2 separate regions of the Zea mays genome follow, and region 2 is linked to region 1. The links are chromatin contacts, called in public Hi-C maps. All regions are on one chromosome and are shown on one strand. The core of a region is the stretch at or near the end of the contact, and the rest is flanking DNA. Distances in the headings are between cores, read along the strand shown. Region 1 holds the start of sbp20 (SBP-transcription factor 20). Region 2 overlaps LOC103656035 (protein ILITYHIA).

What was found. Hi-C and Micro-C count contacts between places; a contact is called where the count stands out from the background.
Region 2: a contact with region 1 is called in a Hi-C map of root tip, with 5 times the contacts expected there. The contact joins the enhancer-like site here to the promoter of sbp20 in region 1. A contact is called at or near these places in 4 of 25 Hi-C or Micro-C datasets (ear, leaf, root tip and 1 more).

The regions. Positions count from the first base shown.
Region 1 is chr4:246,389,205-246,392,003 of Zm-B73-REFERENCE-NAM-5.0, forward strand. It overlaps sbp20 (SBP-transcription factor 20), which reads right to left and starts at 1,339. Exons shown (of 6, transcript NM_001175227.1): 1 at 1,151-1,339; 2 at 792-1,025; 3 at 1-483. The coding sequence starts at 409. LOC103656034 (a long non-coding RNA gene) reads left to right here and starts at 1,203. Exons shown (of 2, transcript XR_004857988.1): 1 at 1,203-1,352.
Region 2 is chr4:246,562,776-246,565,574 of Zm-B73-REFERENCE-NAM-5.0, forward strand. LOC103656035 (protein ILITYHIA) reads left to right here. Exons shown (of 61, transcript XR_002269368.3): 56 at 581-775; 57 at 859-1,026; 58 at 1,115-1,247; 59 at 1,431-1,515; 60 at 1,593-1,803; 61 at 1,903-2,306. Among protein-coding and RNA genes, the nearest start is that of LOC100274330, 6.8 kb to the right of the region's middle. Within about 2 kb of position 1,331, at least 3 of the 20 cell types and tissues checked have an H3K27ac peak or open chromatin away from gene starts, as enhancers often do. A contact at or near this core is called in root tip, where this site is marked.

The DNA.
Region 1 (2,799 bases), core at 89-2,588:
CTGCACTGGCAGTGCCTAACGCCGCCGAACTCTTGCCGCTCTGCCCTAGTCCACAACCATCTTCGAAATACGTTCTCTTGCCAAGCTTCAGGCCTAGCACCACCGGCTCTCCGCTGCTGAGCACCGAACCAGTGTCCTTGTCGGGCGCTTTGGCAGGTGCGAAACTGATGAGCTCCATGTTGTTCTTGTTCTTGTTCCCCTTGGCACTGGGCAGAGAATGGATTGACGAGGATACGGAAGAAGGCGCCGGTTCATGCCCTGTGGCCTCAAGGCCCGCGAACTGAGGCGCGGCAGCGGTCGTCCTGTGGCTCTCGCTCCCGTTTGCGGCTGCGGGCGGCAGGTTCTCCCAGTCCCACAGCAGCACGGAGGCCTTCTGGTTCCAGTCCATGTCCATCCCAAACGAGCCCATGCCAGTTGCCAGTGCCAGGATCCGAAATCTGAGCTGCTGCTCCTCGTCCTACTTGCCTGCCGAAGCGGCTAACTCTGAAACAACAACAACAACAACAACAAAAAGGAAGAGAGAAGCAGGTTAAAGAGCAGAAAGGGTTCGGGTAAGAACAAGCATATCTGGGGGCTGGGGCACTCAGTTATGCATCATGATTAGGTTCGCAGGGTAAGTACGCGAGGTTGCAAGAACAGAACCGTTGAACTTTTAACAGAGGAATCGTCGATCACGGCAAGAACAGAACATAGTGTAGCAGCACCAAGAGAGAGAGGCAAGGGAACATAACCCACACCCACGAGTACGCCAGTCAAGGCGCTGCAGCAAAAGGCAAGGCCAAAGTACTCACCAGAAAAAAAAGGGAACGGACAGGGCAACCTGCGTCTAGGTCAGTCCGCGTCAGGTCAGCACGCCGGCTGGACAGCCGTGGCTGCGGCTGCTGCGGCGGCGGCGCATCGGCGAGCTCGGGGTGGGCGCAGCGTGCAAGAAGCTCAGCCTCGCGCGCCGGGGCACAGGTTCGCCCTCATGGAGCTTCTTGAGATCTGTGTACCCTGTTCCTCTCTTCGTCTCCTCTCCGCTCAGCCTGGAAACCACAGCATCGCCAAGTCGTCAACAGCAACTCCGGGCCTCCGGCGGCATCGTGGCAGCAGGTAACTGGCAACCGCCGCCACGCCCTCCGTCCGCCCGATCTTTTAGCGAGAATCTCACCTCGCTGTGGGTGATGACGGGTCGAGAGAACCTGTGTCTCGTCGTGGTGTAGCTCTTCCACGGCGGCGACCGGCAGAGCGAGCAGTGGGGAAGGCAAACCAGCGCAGCGCCTCTCAGAAACCCAAAAGGCGAGGCAGAGCGGCGAGGAAAGGGGAGCAGATGAGGAAGACAAGACTCCCCCAATTATCGACACAGCAGTACAGTACGCGCGATATGGCCGGCCTTTTGTTTTGCTTTTGCATCCATCTCTCATTCTCTCTCTCTCTCTCTGTCCATCGCTCTGCAGTGGCTGGCTGCTGGCTCTGGGCTCTGGCTGCGGGCTGCCTCCTCCGCAGCCACAACCACCATGGCATGGCAGAAAGGCACATGGCCGTCCCTGACCCCCAAGCACAGCGCAGGCACTGGTACTGGTAGGGCTCACTAGTTACTGCTGCTGCGGCTGCATGTTACAGAAACCACTGGCAGCTGCCTCGGATCTTCTTCCAGCTACCCCCACCCCACCGTCCTACGGCGGGCGGCCACTAGCCCACCACTACTACGCCACGTCCACGGGTGGCCAGCCAGTGCCGTACGTGCGACGAGTCCAGTGCCACGAAAGGACCCTGCCCCTCCTTTTCTTGCCGGATTTCCAGGACCCTGATGGCAAGGCTCGTGTTGCCACTTATGGAAGGATCGTAGAGAGTGGCGCCTCCGCACTGTGCCGCTGTACTCCTCCAGCTAAAAGAGTGGTGGACATGAGTGGATCGACAACAGTGGCGACCCTCGCCATCTGGGACGGGAACAGAGAGAGAGAGATGCGACCAGCAGGAGAAGCCGCCGTTTGTCGAAAACGACCGGGAAGCAGAAGGCGTACAGCTTGTTCGCTGCGGCTTGCTGCGGCTGCAATCCGGCTGCGGCTGCGGCTTCTACAGTATTTTTCTCTCTATGGATTGCAGCTGCAGCAGTCCAAACAGCTGCAACAGTGTCGGCTTGCAGCCAGCCGAACACGCCCGTAAACTCCGGGACGACAGGCGCACGGGCGCCTGTCTCCTAATAAATCCAGATTCCGAAACGACAGCAACCACAACCAGCCAAGCCCCCCTCGTCTCCGTCACACACTCACACTCACACAGCTGAACTCAAAGGGGTTTGCTGCCATTGCTGGTGCCATATATGCATGAGGCCACTTGCGCGTGTAATGTGCTGTGCTGCAAATCTGACTTCTTGGCGTACGAGATGCTCCTGGCCCTGCGTTTTTTGTTGTTAATTTAACGGTTCAGCAAAGGGCTGCGACCCTGTAAACTCGGGCGCCACGAGATCTGGGTGCCTCCCGGCCTGTTCCTGGTCATTCAAGGTGCAGTGCAGGCTCATCAGATCTGAACTGTCTGCCTGCCTGTCTGTCTGTACGTCCCTGGCCTCGCTCGTAGTGCTCTCGGTGGCCCTGGCCCCGTTGCGCATTTGCGTAGCCACACCACACTCTTCGCCCCAGCAAGAACAGCGTTGCCCTCCCGTCTCCGTGTTGATTCTACGCAGGAGCAGAACCGAACTGCCACGAAGGTTTCTGAAGAGTATGGCAGCATGATACTGACAACATATAAGCTGTCAGAATGGGGGTGAAAGGGTTACAGAGGAGAAGGGTTTGCATGATACTGACAACATACAAGCTGTCA
Region 2 (2,799 bases), core at 81-2,580, 170 kb after region 1:
CCATTTCCCACCATATGGATTTGAGATAGACTTATATTTAAACTTTGAAAAGTGGTGGAATGTCAAATTCCAAGCTAAATAGCCCACACTATTAGGGCTTGTTCGGTTAGAGGTGGATTGAGGGGGATTAAGGGGCTGTTTGGTTTGCTGCCTAACTTGTCATAGTTTGCCACGCCTAAGGTTAGACAAGTTTGACCAAGTTAGGCATGTGTTTGGTTTGAAGCCATAGTTGTGGCAAGATTTTTCTCCTGCTACGTAGGTCCCACTCGTCAATGACTAATAAAAGTGTTGCAAGATTCTCTTAGGCGTGGTAAACTGTGGCGCAAAATTTGAGTGTCTAACCTTAGGCACCTTAGGCAAGTGTGGCATAAAATTGTGTGACAATTTTTTGCACCATAGGTATAGAACCAAACAGCCCCTAAATCCCTCCCTATTCAAAATTGAATAGGAAGGGATTTAATCCCCCTCAAACCGAACAAGGCCTTAAGTGGATTTCAATTCCTCTAAAATAAATGGATCCAAACGCCCCTTACTCTAATAGTTGCATTTATTGACTGTAATATCCATGCTTTCTTTACAGTACATGGAGGAGACAGAGATTTCAGATTTGGTGCAAATCCTATTGAACATGAGCACTTCATCAGACTGGTGTACCAGACATGGTGCTTTGTTATCGTTCTCATACATATCAATGCATTCTCCATCAAAATTGTGTCATTTGGCATCCTTTCCATCTCTGGTCGATCTTTTGAAAGGTTCTCTCAAAGACGACAAGGTATTGATTGGATCAAGTTAGAAGCCTCGTTTGTTTGTAATTATTATTGTGGTGTCTGTAACTCTTATCTGTGCTGTGTGAAGTTCCCTGTTCGTGAAGTTGCTACAAGAACTCTGGGAAAGATACTCTGTTTTGAGCTACAGCCAGAAGCTGGCACCTTGCAACTTGTTCAGCTGCTTATCTTGGCCTTGCGTGATGATTCAAGTGAAGTTAGGAGAAGATCTTTGTCGTGTATCAAAGCTGCTGCAAAGGTTTTATCATTGGAGCCTCTTTATCTCAATGTACGTGGTATCTTAATTCATGGTGACATGGTGGTAATTTAATGATTCCTTCCTGTAGACAAATCATTCAGCTCTTGCTACACATCACTCTATATTGGGCCCGGCAATTGCTGAAGCTTTGAAGGACTCTAGCATGCCTGTACGTCTAGCTGCGGAACGCTGCGCCCTTCATGTTTTCCAGTTAACGAAAGGTACTTCCATTTCTTGTTCTCTGTTTCCTACTGCTACTATGTGATACCGTTTCTTATCAAGCGCTGTTCTCTTTGTAATGAGCTTTATGACGAGCTTTTGGTAAGATTATTGTAAACTTGGATAGCTATTGTGCACTTGGTTGTCTGATAGGAACTGTTTAACGTTACCGCCTCCATTTCCAGGGCCAGATAATGTTACAGCAGCACAAAAGTACCTCGGGATGACTGGCTTGGAAGTGAAGAAAATCGCAAAGCTTGACGTGGACAGGTATGCTTGCGATGCTGTCATGTTTCATTGAGTTGGATCGACAATTACAATTTTCTGTTCCTTTTCCTCCTCTGCAGTGATGGTAGTGAGAGCAGCGATGATGACAAGAGGACATAGACTCTACTCAACAGCAATCTTTTTTCGGTTCAGTTGTTATGATCTTTACATATAGTTAGCTACATTGATAGCGGAATGTGGGGTCATTTTTTCTGTCTGGCCCATTTTGTGTACATCCTTTTTGACAACAAACAGGTAAAAGTGACAACGTTTGCAAATCGACAAACAATGGTGAGTTATTCAATCTAAGAAGTCTGTCTACCCAGTTTTTCCCAGATAGTTCGGACCCGGAACTTATATTCACCTCAATTTGAATGGACCAATTTCCAGGACACAAGTTGTATTGCAACCAAGGACTGATTCGTTAGTTTGAGCACAGCACAACCACCCAGTTCAACGATAACGCATGTCAATGTAAGCCACGCATACCATATAGTATCATATCGTCGAGTATTGTTCGTACCACATCTTCCTCCCAGTTGATCTCCTTGGGCAAGGTAGGCCCTTCCCTGGACAGCTCGTTGGGCATCTTGTTGAGCATGCTCTCTGCTCTGTACCTGAACGCTGGAGTCCACGAACAGACTGCTCTGAGCGGCGTCAATGTGGATAGGAATGTAATCGGACGTATATTACTGGTTCCATGTTTGTTTTCATATTTTCTCATTGGATATTAATGCAAATATTATCGAGTTGGGCATCGGATATTAATGCAAATATTATCGAGTTGGGATTTGTGTCGGATAATATCCGAATGAATATCTAGACTTAGATAATAAGTTTTTAAGTTTTTTTAATTCACCACCACTTAGGCGTATCAACCCCTTTAGTATAAAAAATCGGCTGGCTCACTTTAGACTTTTGGCTTCACTGTCACTGAGTTGACGTTATTTAGGCCCTGTTTGGTACAGCTGCTGCTTGTTGAAAAAGCAGCTTATCTGATAAGCTGGTGAAAAGCAGCTTCTGCTTGTTAACTGCTTTTAGTGTATTCTGAGAAGCTGCTGAAATGATAAGCTGCTTTTAAATGATCACGATGTGGTTGTGGTGGATACCTTTAGGCATTTGCACTTTTAAATGATCACGATGTCTAAGGAAAGAGGTTGGATTAGGCTTCTCTAAAAATTCTTGCTTAAATGAAGTCCAAATTGCAAGTCCAACATCACTTGAGTGCCTAATATCTTATCAAAAGTTTTGTACCCTAATTTCTAACTCCATACTATCATAAAAAAT